Linked DNA regions of Mus musculus: regions 1, 3 and 4 are each linked to region 2. The links are chromatin contacts, called in public promoter capture Hi-C maps. All regions are on one chromosome and are shown on one strand. Each heading gives the region's core, a stretch centred on a gene start, on an enhancer-like site or on the middle of the called end of the contact. The rest is flanking DNA. Distances are from core to core; before and after follow the strand shown.

Region 1 (4,176 bases), core at 359-2,858, 390 kb after region 2:
CAGCTTATATTTAGGTTTTTTATTATCTGAAATTACACATGGCTGTGTGGATGAGAGGTTCTGTTTGGTATGTGTGTCTGGTTCTGTGACTTCTGGTCCACTGTAGGGCATCCTTGTCTCCCCTCTGATTCTCACCCCTTCACAGGGTGCCACTTGGCTGTACTATGTAGGATGCAGCCTCTGCACAGGGCACTGGCAGAGGAAGAGCTGCAGGGACCCACCCCTGCAGGGACCCACCCCCAAAGGTATCCTAGGGATCCCAGAGCCATTCCTGGATTGCAACTTATTTTTATTAAAAGAGGTTGGGAAAGTTCAACCTTGTGCAAAGTCATATGTGCCCCTCAGTTCAATTTGCGTCACCATAATGTGTGAGGTGTGATTGTATAGCCTAGCCAGGCAAAGGGCTGCAATCATGAGCAGCATCCGGGATGTTATAAGGCCTTGTTGGTTGTGGCCATGAGGCCAGCCTGCTACAAGGGTCTGACACAGTCTGCAGAACTCAAAAACTGACTCACTTTTCATTCTTCAACTGAGCACAGTTGATGTTGGACCACCCACCGGCACGAGAGCTGGGACCCTGAGATAACCCAGTTTCCCCTTCATTTATATAAGCTCTTTAAAAAATTAGATAAAAAACTCAAATGAATTGTGGTGGTCTCCCCAGAAGATGCCCAGAGCTGCTCCAAGTTGCAGACGTAAGCTTTACAGCGAAGACTTCGCCATCGCAACCCCAGCAGAGCCTCAGGAAGCTTGGCAGTGACTAAACCTTTACATCAAACTCCCATGTTTTTCCACGATGTTTTCCTTTTTTTGAGATAGGGATGGGAAATGAGCAGCCGTTAGTTCATTCAGTAATTATTTTTGAAGAGCTTACCCCATGCCAGGCGCTATTCTTGGCACTCGGGATGCGTTGACAAAAACTCCAGAGCTCGTGGAGGGAGTTGTGGTGAAACGGGGGTGTTTGTGGCACAGACAAGAAAGTGCAATAGTAAGCGCTGTGCTATAGAAGCAGGCCTGGGGTGGCCCGGAGCTGGGGTATACAGCAGGCAGGCAACTTCAGATTGGGAGGTCAGGGTGTGACCTCGAGGAAGGTCAGACTTGGGGCTCGAAGGAGAGGAGAGAGCTGGCTATTGAGTTGTAAGATGGGAGGCTGCCTGGCACATTCCAGGAGAGGCAAGGAGCCCAGTGTGGCTGCAGGAGGGCTGTTAGGGCAAGCAGAGATGGTGCTGAGGAGTTGGCATGGCAACCACAGGAGGGATAGGGAAGGTATGTGGCTGTAGAAAACGAGGAACATGTATATTCCCAGAAGAGAGGGCTGTAGGAACCATGCTCTTGAAGGGGCATCGAAGTTCAGCCAAAGCCCAAGTGCGGACACTGGACGTTTATGCAGGGTCTTGAGTGGCAGGCGCTGGTAAGCCTTCCTGTTGTTCTGGGAAAGCTTATCTGGCCATGGTGTGTGGCCCTGTAATGTGGAAGGAAGCCCCTTCCGATGTGGATGTGAGCTAGCAAGGGAAGAAGAGGACTGGGTAGGTGGTATAGGAAGTAGAGGGAGGAAGGCTGACTCTGAGGTGGCCACACATCCAGAGAGGAGCAGAGGAAGGGCTGGGGGTGACTCATGCCAGGCGGAGGTGGAGCACTCTCTAATCAGGAGTTACCTGAGGCAGTGCTGCCAGCATTGACTACCCCGTACTGCATCCCCTTTTCAGCAACTGAGAATCTCAGTTCCAGGGGTTGGTATTGAGAGAAGTTGTGAGTCACTCCCACGGGGGCTCCTTGGAGGAGGAATGGCTGTTGGAAACTCAGAAATCCACGGAGCAACCAGCTGCCTTGAGTGAGGAGGGGAAGGGAAGAGAGCCCGTCTCCTATTTCTAGCAAGTTAGTAGTGATAATTATCAGCAGTGCCCAATAGCTGCTAATTCAGTGAGGATGATGTCAGCATTTTCTTATTTGCCGTGCCGTTTCGAGTGCAAAGATGATTTTAAAGCATCGCTAGCCTTTCAAGCTCCCGCTGATCTGCCTGCGTGTTTTTCTCATGAGATCTTGTTTGTGCCAGATTCCTAAGAGTCAAGCTCCCCTCCATGTTGTTACAGGAAGCTTGTAGCTATGGCCAGGCCGTGCCTTTTATCCCATGTAAGTAAGGGCTCAGGTGGTGAAGATGGCAATTACAGTGAACATTTTTGTGCTGGTACAGGGTGCTGAGCATGTCTGAGGCACCATTCCTGGGTTATTTCTGTTGCTTAGGATCTCATGGAGTGCTTTCTTAAGTAGACATAGGTGTAGTAGCTAGAGGCTCTGTGGTTGAGGACTTGCTTGCCGTGTGACCGGCTCAGGATTCCTGCCAGTGAGCCTTTGGTGAGAACCAAAAGAATGTGTGTGTGTGTGTGTATGGTATACACATATGGATGGAAGTGAGAACACATATGTGGGAATATGCATGTTTTTGCATATGTGCACATTTATGGTGTGTGTGTCTGGTATTCCAAGTGAGCACTTCTCCCACTTGGCATTTATGAAGGTTGCTGGGTCTTGAACTCTGATCCTCACGCTTGCAGGACAAGCACTTTAACCTCTGAGCCAGCTCCCCCCGCCCCCGCCCCAGCTCTACTCTGAATTTTTAATTTAAAGTTTAGCACCTGACTAAGTAGGGTAGAAGAGTCAGGCTGCTGAGATGCTTAGTTAGGCGGGGAGGATCGGGCCTCCATTACTTCCTGGCATCAGTCTTCACTACTGCTTGCTGTTTGGATGAGCCCTGAGGTTGCTAGGGGCTTCTCCTTGTGGCAAGAATTGGGTTTCTCGGTCTTGAACTGCCTAGGCCTGAGAAAGACGAGAGGAGCCCTTCCAAAAACAATGACCAAAAGAACATGCGTGTCACAGAGAGAAGCACATGGAACAATGTCTCTGGCTGGATCCACCCGTCACCATCTGTGCTCGAGGACGGGCTTTAGGGCATCCAGGAGAGCCCGGGCTTCCCGACTAAGTAGAGGTTGGAGCAGGGCAGCTGACATCTCTTTCCCAATGGGTTAGGTCACACATGGGGGGAATGTGCACTGCTCAGCCCAGTCACCTACTTCTGGGATGAGGTGGTAACGTCTTGGGCAGATCTAAGGACACTCCCCAGCCATGACACTAAGCCATGTGCTGCAGAAGTATGTGAGCTGACCTGGGGCCCACGTTCATACATCAGTTGCCACAGGTTTCCTACCTGGAGCAGTCTCCTCAGTTTGGTGACCATCTCAGAGCTGAACACACACAACCTGTACCATTGTTACAGCTTCAGCTGGCATGAGCAGATGTTCAGGTGTGACGTAGAGGTGAGTGAACACGGAGACCCTAACTCTTAGCTTATGTGGAGACAAGGAATGAATGGTTCGTGGGCGTGTGGTAGACTGTAAATGATGGCTGCCGAGAGCTGGCTGGCCAGCTCTTTCCCTCTGTGTCCTGTCATCTCTGTATAGCTCGTCCCTTCTGCGGTTGGCTTGGACAGGTTAAAACAAATAGATATATAGCTTTTTCCCAGAGAAAACCGGAGATCCTGTTAAACAAAGTGGGGAAGGATGGGAGTGAATAACGCAGGCAAAAATCTGGTCAGACGCTGATCCACAGCTTTCTTAGCAGGCAAGGTTCTCAGCAGCACGGGTTCAAACCTCCTATCTGCCACTAACCAGACTTAGGACTTTATGAGCCCTGGTATTCACATCTTTTGACAAACAGTCTGGGTTTTCAGGTTCCTTCTGAGATGTGTGAAGTTGTCTCTTTTCTTCTGTCTTCTGAAGTCGCTCCGGTGGAGGCTGTTGCCATGTGGCTTCTCAGAGTGGATCTAGCTGGCTCCTTCATACACTCTGTGGTGGTTTGAGCGAATTCTTCCCCACGGTCTCAGGCATTTAAATACTTTGTCTGCAGTTAGTGTTGCTGTCTGAGATTCAGGAGGTGTGGTCTTGGAACAAGCAAATCTTGTCACTGTAAGATTTAAGAGTTTAAAAGACCATTTCAAGACTGTCATGGTGGGGGACACCTTTAATCCCTATACTCAGGAGGTGGAGGTAGGCAGATCATTGAGTTTGAGGCTGACCTGGTCTATAGAGTGAGTTCTGTTCCAGGATAGCCAGGGCTACACAGAGAAACTCTGTTTCATAAAGACCAAACAAATTAATAACAAAAAAGGAAGGATGTTGAAAA
Region 2 (4,462 bases), core at 903-3,402:
TTAATTTTTAATTGCTATGTAATAGACGTATTTACCGGGTACAGTGTGGAACAGAAAGTGTACTATAGCCGGGCATGGTGGCGCACACCTTTAATCCCAGCACTAGGGAGGCAGAGGCAGACGAATTTCTGAGTTCGAGGCCAGCCTGGTCTACAGAGTGAGTTCCAGGACAGCCAGGGCTACACAGAGAAACTCTGTCTCGAAAAACAAAACAAAACAAACAAAAACAATGAGTAATGGTTAGCTCAGGGTGAGACAGCCATTAAAGCAATTTTGTATTATTTATTTATTTATGTATGTCTTTTAATCGAGGGTTTTGTTTTGTTTTTTTTCTGTTCTAGAATTTGCTCTGTAGACCAGGCTGGCCTTGATCTCTGAGATCCACCTGCCTCTAATCCCAGAGCAATGGATTTAAGGTGTGTGCCACCACCGACTGTCTTATTACTTCTCTGTGTGGATGATATATTCAGGGTCCTCTCTATGGTTACTTTGAACTTTACTATTAATTCTTTTTTTTTTTTTTAAGATTTATTTATTTATTTATTATATGTAAGTACACTGTAGCTGTCCTCAGACACTCCAGAAGAGGGAGTCAGATCTCGTTATGGATGGTTGTGAGCCACCATGTGGTTGCTGGGATTTGAACTCCTGACCTTCGGAAGAGCAGTCGGGTGCTCTTACCCACTGAGCCATCTCACCAGCCCTACTATTAATTCTTGTTAACCACAGCTATCCTATGGAGAGGCATTTCCTGATCCTTACCCTGTCGGAGTTGAACCCACAGCCTTGGTTAGGGCTGAGATTTTTCTTTTTCTTTTTTTTTTCCGAGACAGGGTTTCTCTGTATAGCCCTGGCTGGTCTCGAACTCAGAAATCCACCTGCCTCTGCCTCCCCAGTACTGGGATTAAAGGCGTGTGCCACCATGCTGGGCCAAACACCTTGTTCTTAAACACCTCTGCTCCTTGTCTGTCTGACTTTTCAGCTCCTGTTAGCTGTGCAGTATTGAATCCCAGGTATCTACCTCCTCTCAGCCATTTTCCTGGACTTTACCCATATCGCAAAAGCCCTCAGTTAACTATCCCAGGGACAGCTCAGATGGCTAGAGCCCGAAAAGATAACCGTCTAGCCAGATAAACTTGGGCATGGTGGTTAACTGAACTAGGCTGACTTAAATGAGGACACTGTTCATAGGCATTGACAAAGATTAGCCATTACGCCCTCAAACTCATTCCTTCCTTAAATTATTACCAAGTTGACGCAAACCCAGCACTCATGTCCTTCAAGAAGCAGTGTGCATCTTCCCTCCGGAACACCATTCTGTCTTTCCTCCAGTGCCTGATACCTTCAGCCTCATCATCTCCAGGGCCCGAAGCCATGCTGTTCCTGGCCCCACTTTCTTCCGCATGCATACTTTGCAGGATGTCAACCTGCATGATGCCCCCTTAAGAACAAAATCCTAACTCTGCTAGGATCTGGTCTCGGTAGGGCCAGTTGCTTTCCCTAAGTACCAGCCGGTTGTCCTCCAAGGAGAGGTGATAGCACAGCGCGCAAGGTCCAGAGGGCCCCTCCTTTCTCGAATTCTTTTAGGATGCTCGCCCTTTTCTACGGGAAGTAGTCCCCAACTTCCAGTACGAGTCAGGCCTTCTAGCTTTTATACTCATGCTCCACAAAAGTGAGGTTTCTACAGAAAAACTTTCATTTTTCACACACCCAACAGACAGCGGTCGCAGCGCGCGGCAGGCGGTGAGAACTCAAGTGAATCAGAACACACTTCTGCCGAGAGCGACCCAACGGGGTTTGGGGAGATTAGCGTTAGGGGTTCAGGAGCCCAGTCCTCGGAAGTTGCTCAGGGCGTCCACCAGGTCCGCACGCAAGTCGAAGCAGGGGACTTGGAGACTGCAGACGCTCACCCTCCGCGCTTTGTTTGTCGCAGCAGCAGGGCGCAGTCCTGCCCGGACACAATGCACCCCGGGAGCCGTCGTCCGGATCCTGAGCCCAGAAGACGGGAACTCTCCGCAGCCGCAACCGGCGGGAAAGCGCGCGACAACGCGCGGTCACACGCTAGCGGCTCGGCGCCGGTGGGGCGCGGAGGGGCGGGGCGTGGGCGGAGCCAAGCACGAGCGGGGCGGAGCCGGGCTCAGGAAGCGCTTGGAGGCCCGAGCTGTCCCAGGGTGCTTCGCGCGGCGTGCACTCGGGTCGCTGCCGCCATCCTGCTGGCGAAAGAGAGGAGAGAGACAGAGAGGCCCGCCCGCTCGCCGGCCGGGCCAGTGTGGGCCAGTGCGTGAGGGAGGGCGCGGGGGGCCGTGTCAGCGCGACGCAGAGCGCAGCCGCCGCCGCCAAACGGACATGTTGGAGCCCCGCGCTGCCGCCGCCTCCCATCCCTCCTCCGGCGCACGGGACTGAGCAGGGGCCCGCCGCCTCTGCCTGCGCTCGACCGGCCCAGCCTCGCCGCCTCGGCCGCAGCCCCTTCCTGCTCGGCCTCCGCCGCTCGTCGCCTCCCGTCCTCCTCCCCCTCCACGCCCAAGGGCCCTGCCGGCACCCGGCCCTACTCAGCCGCCGCTCCAGGTCTAGGTGACCGGCGGGCCCGGAGCAGCCGCAGCCGCCGCCGCAACGCGCGCGAACATGGACGCCGTCAACGCCTTCAACCAGGAGGTGAGGAGTGCTTGGGGTTAGGGCTGGTGCGGGCCACGCCGGGGCCGCTTCTCTCGCTGCCCGAGGGCTTTCGAGCACCGAGTCCGGGCGGGGACGCTTCCTGCCCCGGTTCCGGGGCAGCGGGCCTGGAGCCGGGGAGAGGTCGCGGCCACCGCCGGGGGCTGACCCCGCGCCCCTCCCCCGCCAGTGCCCCTTCGCCCCCTTCCGGCCTGTGCCGACTCCCGCTTCTTCAACGTGGCCCTTATGCTGCTCCCGGCCCCGTTATCGGCTTTACGGGGCCGGGATCCCGCCAGGGGCTGCAACGGAGCGCTCGGCCGACTCAGGGGCGGGAGTTCCCGCGAGTCCCGGGGCCGGCGTAGCAGCCGCCTGGGTTCTCCTGTTGCTCAGGCCGCGGCGCTGCGCGGCGGCCGCTGGACTCTGATCCCGGTTGGCGGAGACTTAGAGAGGGTGTCTGCCCTCCCACCTCCTGGATTGACACGCTCACAAATGAACATAGAGCGGTAGTTCCCTTGGCCTTTCTATCTAGAACGTGCCCTTTCTGTACATCGTGACACCTAAAAAGTTGAATGGGAGAGCAAAGTGTACGCCCCATTTAGTCCGCTAGTAAGGCTGCTTGGGTCTCCACCTGCTCACCCTCGCACCGCCCTCTCGGGGTACTTAATCCTCAGCTCCCTTCCTCAGGGACATTTACATGTGAAAACCTCCCCAAACCGGGAACAAAGCTGCCTGCCGCCTTAAAGCTCTCTAGTTGTATCTCTGATCGTTCCATGTGCTGCTTAGGGGCATAAAGTCCATACTATCTTATTTATCTGAATGGATGTGGGAGGAGGAGACGACCACTGATGCTTTAAAACGCAGTTACAGAGTGGAAACTATTGTGAATTAAGTTGGGGTATGTTTCCCGTTTCAAATACCACTGAAGGAATCTGATGTCATAGTTTGACACGTGTTGATGTGGTGTCAGAACTTGCTCCATCTCACAATGAGATTTCTGTGGCTCAGTTCGCAATAGTATTAGGTTGTTACTTCTCTTTCTATTCGTAGCGCTGCAGAAGGGGACCCTCCAATTAGTCCTGCAGTTGAGAATATTTATTGCTGTCCAAATTACCCCCTTAAAATACTTTTCCTCAGCTGAGGAGTCCATGTCTTTCCAGACAGCCGTAGTTGGCACTTGGTGATGGGAAGTGAGATGAAAGAGTTGACTAGAGGCTGGGCAGTGGTGGCGCACGCCTTAATCCGGGCACTTGGGAGGCAGAGGCAGGCGGATTTCTGAGTTGGAGGCCAACCTGGTCTACAAAGTGAGTTCCAGGACAGCCAGGGCTGCACAGAGAAACCCTGTGTCGAAAAAACAAAACAGAACAAAAAAAAAAAAACAACAATAACAAAAAAGAGTTGACTAGAGATGATTTTCAAAGCAGTAAAATAATGTGGGATCCCAGAAGTCAGTGATAATTCACTAACTACTCAAGTTGTACGTTGACTTGCACTCTTAGCAGGTGCTCATAGCAGGTGCCTGGCAAATGGTTCTTGAATAGAGGTGAATTTACACAAATGCCAGTCTTAAGATTTCAGACACACCTCTTGAGGTGAAAGCTAACCTGAAGGTCTAATGAACAAGAATTTTTCGTGTGTTTTTAAAGACCAGAAACATTCACTCCTTATTTAAGGTATTGTGGAAGGTATCTAATGTTAATCGTTCCACTGAATTAGGATTTTTAGACTACTAAGGAAGTGGTCAACAGATTAAAGACTTAAGGCCATCGAACCTTTTAAGGATAATAAAATTTGAAGCTTCTGGTTGAATGGATGA
Region 3 (4,377 bases), core at 1,049-3,548, 410 kb before region 2:
TCAGAAACCCCATGTTCTTTCCTTTTAAAGTCAGGGGAACGTGGTGGTGTGTTGCTCAATGACATAAACATGTTCAGCAAAATGCTGAATTAGGCGATTCCACCACTGGGTGAACATCAGAGTGCTTGCACGAAGATATTACCACTTTACATGGTGAGGTGGGGCAGCGAGCCACCCCCACCCATCAGCTCGTCACCAACGTTGATATGATGGGTGCTAACCTCACTCGGAATATAGCACACAGTCTAGCCCACTATCTTCAGAAGACTGAATCATAGAGAGCGATGATTTTTAAGTTGCCACTTGGTGCCCATCTGTGGTAACTGGCTCTCTTATCCTTTCTCACTACCGCCACCTACAGGGCATCGTGCAACTCAGCTTGACCTTTGACCGTAGACTTGGTATATGGATGGGGCTGGCCCTGAATGTCTGATTACTGTGTCTGGCCTCTGCCCCTTTCTTGAGTATTTCTGTCAACCAGGTAGATGCTCTCTTTCTCGAGGAAGGTGGGACTCCACTGAAACCTTACCTGCAGTTTAAATGTATTTCCTTTGTGTGGTGAAGAATTTGACATTTTACTTTCAAGACAATCATACCAAACTATTTACCTAAACCCAAACCCAATTATCTCTATGCTTAATCTTCAGAGCCACAAAACTGCGTATAAAAACAGTGAACAGATAAATGCTGTGTGCAGGAACTTTGAGAACAACAGTGTTGGGTCATGAAGCTCTGGCTAGACGTGTATCTAACGGTGGACTATTCAAAAGTCAAATACAGCTGCAGTGTTTAAGTGTGGCTTCAAGGGATTATTGCATAAGGAACAGGACTACATTTTTAGCAACATGACAGGCCTCCATTTAAAAAATAAAAAGAAAGAAAAGTCTAAATATTTAATGGGCATATGTCAAGCTTCCCAGAAGAGCCATGCAAAGCTTCGGCGTCCGGTGTTTATTTTAAATAGGTTTTATGTAGCTCAAGGTGGCCTGGAACTTGCTGTATAGTCAACAATGGCATTGAACCCCTGATTTTCCTGCCTCTATCTCCTAAGTGCTGGGCTTACAAGGATGTCCCACTATGCCTAGTTAGTACAGTACTGGGCACCGTACTGAATTACTAGGCAAGCACTGTGCCAAGCGAGCTACATCCGGAACTGAACCATGACTAAGAGTTCGAAATTCTGGGTATTACAGCAGCTTCGAGAAGAACTTGAACAATAAATAAATCCAAGGAAGACGGGTGTAAATATACTTTGTTGTGGCAGTTCACTGAAAAGTGATAATGCACATTGTCTTGACTACACAATTAAAAAAGAAACCTAATAACGAATGGCATTTCCAAGCATCTCGGATGGTACTTCGTCCTATCTACTTGCATATGGAGTGTGTACAGACCACTTACAGACAGGATTGGGTTCCTGGAGCAAAGAGGACAGAAGCAAACATTTACTGTACACTCAAGTCTTACTTAACCCTCACAAGTACCCATATGCCCTTGCGGTCATCATGTTACAGGTGGTGAAACCATCTCTTTCTATTCTTTGGCTTTGCCCAAGGTCCCTGTCTTAATCCTTTTGGGCTGCTATTAAGACACACCACCATAGGCTGGGGGGCTTATAAACAACAGCAAAAATTGTTTCTCTCTGCTCTAGAGGCTGGAAGTGCAATATCCAAATGGTGGAAGATTCAGTATCTGGTGTGCGCCCACTTCCTGATTCATGGAAGACGTTGCCTTACTGTGGCCGCCATGATGGCAGGTCAAACTGTAGTCTTCCAGGCTCTCACAAGGACACAGAGCCTTCGGAGGGCTCTATTTTTCAGCACAATCACCTCCCAAAGGGCAGATCTCTTAGTGCCGTCACGCTGCGGACCAGGTGTCACCCGATGGATTTTGGGGGACAATTTAATTCCCATGTAGGCACAGTACTGGCTCATTTCTCTCCACATCTCGCCATGGTGGCATAGACATCTCTGCGTGCTTCCCACAGACCGGGGCCTCTTTTTTTCTCACAGGTCCCCAAACAGCTGGACCACAGCTCTGGCACCGTTACAGACGTTCATTTCCCCAGCTGCGGCTTCCTTTCTTTGCGCATTGTCAAAAAGAAGCCCAAGTCCGTGGCTCGGGAGGCACAGTGGGACTAACCCGAGAGTCCCTTTCAGTCAGCTCACACTGTAGTTCTCTTTGAAAGCACTGAATATTTTCTCCTCAGGAAAGTGCCCTCAGCATGTCACTGCTGTGCCCGGCCCGCAGAGCTTCCCTTCCACAGAGGGCTCTCTGGAGCTCCTGCCTTCTTCCTCTTCTAATAGCAGCAGCAACAAATGCCAACCCCGAGGGCAGACTCCAGCTGGGCTGTGTCCCAGCCTGTATTCTTTCTCTGTGTGGCTCTTTTGGGGCCAGAATATTTTAAAAGCCTCTGGTGACTCAGTCAAAGATCTCATTTCTATTTCAAGGTGGCTCCCACATGCCAGGCAGTGCCAGCCCTGTCCTGGGAGCCTTTCACAGTGAGAGTCTTATGAATAACCCACAGGACAGCTTTAAAAGGTCTTAGCGATGGGATTCTACTTTCTAATTTGACTTTTTTTTTGTTGTGTTTTAACATGCAGAGATTTTGTTTTGATTTTTAATTGTGAGTGTTTATGTGGGGGTGTGTATGTGTGAATGAGGGGTACCCCTGGAAGACTGACAAGGGTGCCAGATGCCCCTGGAGATGAAGTTATGAGCAGACATGAGTCTTCGGACATGATGCTGTGAACCAGACAATGATCCGTTGCAAGAGAAGTACAGGGTTTGAACTGTCAAGCTATCTTTCCAACCCTTGTTTTTGAGATGGTGTTTTGGGCAGACTATCCTGAATCCAGGAGGTTTAGGCCATGCTCCTGCCTCAGCCTGCTAAGTACTTGGTACTGTGGGTGCCTACCACAACCCTGGGTTCTTCAGTGTTCTGTCCATGGCTGAGAATGATTACAGTCTGTCTGTCTGTCTGTCCGTCTCTTTCTCATGGAATGCTCTATGGATTTTTGCAGCATCTTTGCATAGAGGACAGGCTATTTTCTGGATGGTTCCAAGTTTTAGTCTATGTGCTACCAAAGTTAACACAAAGATTTACTCAGTCCTATTGTATGAGTTTTACTGTATGAGTATTAGTTTTGCCTACACATACGTATGTGCAACACATTTGTGCCCGGTTCCCACAGAGGAAAGAAGACGACATTAGATCCCCTGGTGCTGGAGGTACAGGTGGCTGTGGGCCACTACGTGGGTAATCGGAGCAGAGTCTGGATATTCCACAACCATTCCTAACCGTCGATCCATCTCTCCAGCCCCGGCTTTTATATTTTTATCTAACCTTATTGGGGTGAGCCAGCCTCTGAAGGATTTAAGGTAACCTTATTTATGTAGCCTCTGAAGAATTTTTTTTTAGGCCAACTGGAAAGCTGTCTCTGGGAATCAAACATTGCATAAATGATTTCAACTTAATCTCAAGTAAAATATCCTTCTCCCTGTTCTTGGCTCCCCCCTTTTCATGAGAAAAGATAAAAAGTAAAAAGCCAATAACACTTAATACTTGGTTCCCGGAAGGAACTCCTCTGGGTGTGCCTGCAAGCAGCTGTTACACTATCATCCAAGGACTCCATCTGTGCCCCAAGAAGAAATTGAAGATAGGGACTCTTCACAATGGAAGATACGGCTCTGCCACACACTGCTGCGCTGTTATTAACCAACAGTCTGGGAAAGGGGGAAGCATGGTGTCCAATGTGCACCAGGCTCTGCTGGCTAGTTGCAAACTCAGGACCACACTGACCACCATACTAAACTCTGTGAGACATGAAACCAGAACCAGTGACTAGGAGAAAGAGATTTATAGGGAGGAGTGTGTGTGTGTGTGTGTGTGTGTGTGTGGCACTGATGGGGCTAGAGGGGAGCTGAAGAGGTAAGAGGTACTGAGTGAACGTGTATGAAAGCGTGAAAGAACAAAATTCACTGACAAAAAAAAGAATTATTCATAACATCATTGCACTATGTAAATGTTAATTTTGCTAAGCCTTACTTTCAGGTTTTCTCCTTTCTTTTTTTGGTAAAATGTTGTCTTCTCACATGAAGACGGTAGTTAGGGCAGTGGCAGCCTTTCTGTAGCTGTGAGAAAAAGATCATAAAGATTGAAGTGCAGGGCTGGTGAGATGGCTCAGTGGGTAAGAGCACCCGACTGTTCTTCCGAAGGTCCAGAGTTCAAATCCCAGCAACCACATGGTGGCTCACAACCATCTGTAACAAGATCTGACTCCCTCTTCTGGTGTGTCTGAAGACAGCTACAGTATACTTACATATAATAAATAAATAAATCTTTAAAAAAAAAAAAAGATTGAAGTGCATGAATGT
Region 4 (4,270 bases), core at 246-2,745, 510 kb after region 2:
ATGTATGTTCGAGTCACCACATCTACCATGTTTTCTGATTTTACTCCCTAAATTTGTAACTAATAACTCTTTGCTTGTGTTAAATAAAAATTGGTAATAATTAAAACAATGGGAACCCTGCTTAGTTATTCTTTAGCATTCTTCAGAATGTACCCAAAAAGGCATCCTTCTTCAGCAGATTCAAATTACCCTGTAGCCATAAAACATCCCCTTGAGACATATTTCCTAGTGTTTATAAATAGTTTTCTTGAGTGTTCTTCACAATAAAGTCCCTAAGCATTTGCTGAAGAAGTGGGTTCCAATACATTTGACCATTTTGATATTGACAACGCAAAGGAGCCCTCTCTCTCTCTCTCCCTCTCTCTCTCTTCCTCTCTCTCGCTCTCTCTCCCTCTCTCTCTCTGGCATCCATATCATGCATTTCAAAACTCCTTGTTCTCATCTTTCATTCATCTCTCTTCAACTATCCAGTCGATGCATGTGCCCAATACCCCTATCTTCAAATGAGAGGAGAGAAAAAGGGCTCGTAAGAAATGGAAGCTTAGCCGGGCATGGTGGCACACGCCTTTAATCCCAGCACTCGGGAAGCAGAGGCAGGTGGATTTCTGAGTTCGAGGCCAGCCTGGTCTACAAAGTGAGTTCCAGGCCAGCCAGAGCTATACAGAGAAACCCTGTTTCGAAAAACCAAAACCAAACCAAAACACACACACACAAAGAAATGGAGGCTTTTGCCGGCAGTGATGGAGGAAGACCACCCAGAGATACAATACCGCTCAGCAAATGCGCATATCAAACCAGAACGTGCTTCCATTGGCTATAACAGGACCTGCCTGTTATATGCGAACCCGGCTTCTTTCAAACAACAAAGGGAATTTCTAGTCTCTAAGAAGGCTAAGTTAGTGTTTCTTTTACGGGTTTATCCGTGTAGGATGGATAACAGCATGCTGCGTGGGAAGCCTTTCTCCCAAACAACTACGTGAACCCTGCCTGCCCCCTGGTGGAGATCTGTAGGATAGTCCTAGATTTCTCTGCCGGTGAAGAACTGAAGCTAGCTTAGCAATTAGGCAGCGAGGGTCCAGTGCTGAGAGAGCCAACAGAGCAAGAAGCATCAGACTTTGGCGGGAATCTGCCCCCGCCCCCAAGGTGGTCCTGGAGCCTCTTGCTTTGGGTTAAGATGGGAACGTCGCTGTGTTTAAAGGCATGCAGTTGATTGTAATGTGCCAGTTGGATTCAATTTCCCTCGAAAATCCATCGTTTAACTGAAACCCTGGCAGCGAAGTGCTCGGCACTGGTGTTTGCTTTAATGCAGTAAGGAAGTTTTAGGGATCCTCACGAGTTGGCTGCTGCTGCTATAACTGGACGAACCATGGATTTGCCTGATTTTGGAGGGAGTGAGAGGATCGTGTTCTGCCTCTCCCCACCCCTGCCCCTTTGCTTTGGTCCAACATAACCCGGTTGGCTTCAGGCAGGTCCCTCCAAATTGTGCGCGAGGACGCCTCTCTGGTGCCCCCTCGTGATGGATCCACGAAGTGCCGCATCGTATTTAGAACTTGGAAGGATCCAGGCTGCAATTCCCTTTTTCCCTCTCACTCTAAAGAAGCGTCTGTCTGGGCTCACATACCTGCGCAGTTGGGCTTGTCTAGGGTTCAGCTTTAGGGTAGGTGCTGGGAAGACGGCTCAGGGTTTAGGAGCACTCAACGCTCTTCCAGAGGACCCAGGTTCGTTTTCCAGCACCGGCTTGGTGGTTGGCAATAGACTGTCACTCCAGTTCTGAGGACGATGGTACATTCTGGGTTCTTCAAGCACAGCATGCACACGGTGCACAGACAGATCTGCAGGCAAAGCACCCATATACATAAAATAAGTATTGAGGAGCAAGTCTCTGGTGATTGACAGCACACGCATCGACGGAACTCTCAGGGTAGCGTCTGCTCATCTCTATTTCCAGTCCTAACACTCGCCCCAAGGATTGGAGACGTAGACCTATGCCCCGAGATTGAGCAATTAGCTGCATCCGTGAAGTAAGTGAACAGGATGGTGATGCTGAGGACGGGGCTGGGTGCCCGTCAGGGGTGGGCTCCACTGGCGTGTGCAGAGGAATCCTTTAAGATGATTTGGTGAAAGGGCACGGAGTAGGGGGCGCATGAGGTGAGGTTGGATGACGCTGGGGAATTGCATCTCCAGTTTTGACCCAGAGTTCACCGTGGTGCTGTCACATTTAGAAAAGCTGTGACTCTGGTATGGACCGCACCAAGCGCCAGAGAGAACTGACAAGCTGGTGAGGACGGTGTGGATGCTAATGGACCGCATGGGAGCGGGCATCCTCACATGAAAGATGCTGATGAGGGGCATGGGAATCGGCGTCCTCACGTGAAAGATGCTGCCTGTGGTGTGGGAAAGAGAGCTCAGCCAGCGGATGCATACATTTGTGAGTGTGTGTTGTGAGTTCCTGTGTGTGCTGTGAGTTCATGTGGTGTCGCGCCCACCTCGGCCGGCAAGGAAGACACAACACGGTCGGATTCTTCTCAACAGCCTTTATTGCAGGAACACCTTGATGCTGCTACGGGGACCCCGGGAACCCAGGGAGGTCTGCTTATATGCACCCCAGCACAGGGAAAGGCTTCGTGTCCTCCTGGGATTGGTCAGTCTGTCGATGCCTAATTAGCATGCACCTGCTCGGGAGGGGTTGGCGCCAATCTCTGGTTTACACCTGCGCTGATGTTGTTTATGACAACGGCACACCAGAAACCTGCGCCATCTTAGAGTTGGCTTCCTACAATGTGGGTATTGTGAGTTTGTGTGTATATGTATGTTGTAAATTTGTGTTGTGTGTTGTGAACTCATATGTGTGTTGTGAGTTCATTTGTGTGTGTGTTGTGAATTCATATGTGTGTTGTGAGTTCATTTGTGTGTGTGTTGTGAATTTGTATGTTGTGAGTTCATGTGTGTTGTGAGTTCATATGTGTGTGTCCTATTCTGGGAGTAGTGGAAATACAGGAGTTTTAGTAAAGTTACCTACTTTAGAAATGTCATTCATTCGCTGTGGGACAATTTTGAGGAACAATATTTGTGTTACTAGTTTTGACAAATGACATCTTGCCAATGAAGTTATTACTTCATAGGCACCACTTTCAGCAAGTGATATTGGAACTTTGTAAATTAAGAGTCTGTGAATTGGAGTCTGTTTGGGGCTCCTGTGGGGGCGTCTCCCTGAAGTAGACATGGCAGGTGAGTGGGTATGTACCTGGGACAGAATTTCATTTCCAGGGCAGCAATAATCTCATCACCAAACCATCCTGCCTCTCATCACTTATTAGGTAGGGTGTTGAGCCAAGCTTCCTGGCCTCTAATTCACCATCACCAGGTCTTACAGAGCTCACAGTTCCTGGGCCCTAGGCTCTTTCCACTTTAGGTGCTGAGAAACAGCTTCTCCAGTAGCCTCAGAGGAAAAAAACCCAAAACCAAAACAACAACAACAACAACAAAAACAGTCCAGAGGGCCGGACATGGTGGTGCCCAGTTGTAATCCAAAAACTTGGGAGATGGAGGTAGGAGGAGTTTAAAGCCAGCCTGGGCCGCATGGGTTCCTATAGCAGGCAGGCAAGTGAAGCAAAACTACTGTTGTAGTTATGGTTTCTACTGCTGTGACAAAACACCATGACCAAAAAGCAAGTTGAGGAGGAAAGGGTTTATTTGGCTTACACTTCCACATTGATGTTCACCACTAAAGAAATCAGGACGGGAACTCACACAGAGCAGGAACCCGGAGGCAGGAGCTGATGCAGAGGCCATGCAAGACTGCTGCTTACTGGCTTGCTCCCCATGGCTCGCTCAGCCTGCTTTCTTATAGAACCTGGGAGCACCAGTTCAGCTATACAATGGGCTGGGCCTCCTTGTTAACCACTAATTAAGAAGATGCCTTACAGGTGGATCTTATAGAGGCCTCAATCGAGCCTCCTTCCTCTCTGCCAGTGTAACTGGAGATCTTGGGGGCTCTGGCCTTACTGGAGTGTTCAAGGAGTTACAGTCTTTGAGGGGGAGAGGGGAGTCAGATCTTCTGCGGCTACTCTAGAGCTGCAAGACACTGCTACAGCAGCTGACTGGCTGGCACTTGAGCAGGGAGCAGAATGGTGACCACCGCTCTGACTGCCAAGATGGTGAGCAGGCGAGGTACAGAAGCTAGGAGCCACCCGGCAGGAGAGAACTCTCTTCCCCAGGAAGTGCTACAGCTCTTGTATGACAGAAGCTCTCAGATGATCTGAGATGGAGT

The links. Promoter capture Hi-C pulls out the DNA fragments that hold promoters and counts their contacts.
Region 1: a promoter capture Hi-C map of the HPC-7 cell line shows a contact between it and region 2. The contact joins the enhancer-like site here to the promoter of Scaf4 in region 2. A contact is called at or near these places in 4 of 39 promoter capture datasets (the C10 cell line, the HPC-7 cell line, embryonic stem cells and 1 more), 2 of 484 Hi-C or Micro-C datasets (B cells and pre-B cells) and 2 of 9 other capture datasets (adipose tissue and liver).
Region 3: a contact with region 2 is called in a promoter capture Hi-C map of hippocampal neurons, with 2.9 times the contacts expected there. The contact joins the enhancer-like site here to the promoter of Scaf4 in region 2. A contact is called at or near these places in 11 of 39 promoter capture datasets (the 3T3-L1 cell line, 3T3-L1-derived adipocytes, the C10 cell line and 7 more) and 9 of 115 datasets of contacts at active chromatin or transcription factors (T-cell acute lymphoblastic leukemia, VIP interneurons, craniofacial prominence and 6 more).
Region 4: a promoter capture Hi-C map of liver shows a contact between it and region 2, with 4 times the contacts expected there. The contact joins the enhancer-like site here to the promoter of Scaf4 in region 2. A contact is called at or near these places in 7 of 39 promoter capture datasets (the C10 cell line, the HPC-7 cell line, hematopoietic stem and progenitor cells and 3 more), 1 of 115 datasets of contacts at active chromatin or transcription factors (craniofacial prominence) and 1 of 9 other capture datasets (adipose tissue).

The regions. Positions count from the first base shown.
Region 1 is chr16:89,887,718-89,891,893 of GRCm38.p6, reverse strand. All of the region lies in intron 4 of Tiam1 (T cell lymphoma invasion and metastasis 1), which reads left to right. Among named protein-coding and RNA genes, the nearest start is that of Tiam1, 71 kb to the left of the region's middle. Within about 2 kb of position 1,608, at least 28 of the 459 cell types and tissues checked have an H3K27ac peak or open chromatin away from gene starts, as enhancers often do. A contact at or near this core is called in the HPC-7 cell line, where this site is marked.
Region 2 is chr16:90,282,193-90,286,654 of GRCm38.p6, reverse strand. It overlaps Scaf4 (SR-related CTD-associated factor 4), which reads left to right and starts at 2,152. Exons shown (of 20, transcript NM_178923.4): 1 at 2,152-2,652. The coding sequence starts at 2,623.
Region 3 is chr16:90,690,877-90,695,253 of GRCm38.p6, reverse strand. No RefSeq gene overlaps it. Among named protein-coding and RNA genes, the nearest start is that of Gm36169, 16 kb to the right of the region's middle. Within about 2 kb of position 2,298, at least 56 of the 459 cell types and tissues checked have an H3K27ac peak or open chromatin away from gene starts, as enhancers often do. A contact at or near this core is called in 3T3-L1-derived adipocytes, VIP interneurons, forebrain and 1 more, where this site is marked.
Region 4 is chr16:89,771,231-89,775,500 of GRCm38.p6, reverse strand. No RefSeq gene overlaps it. Among named protein-coding and RNA genes, the nearest start is that of Gm52239, 21 kb to the left of the region's middle. Within about 2 kb of position 1,495, at least 66 of the 459 cell types and tissues checked have an H3K27ac peak or open chromatin away from gene starts, as enhancers often do. A contact at or near this core is called in hippocampal neurons and liver, where this site is marked.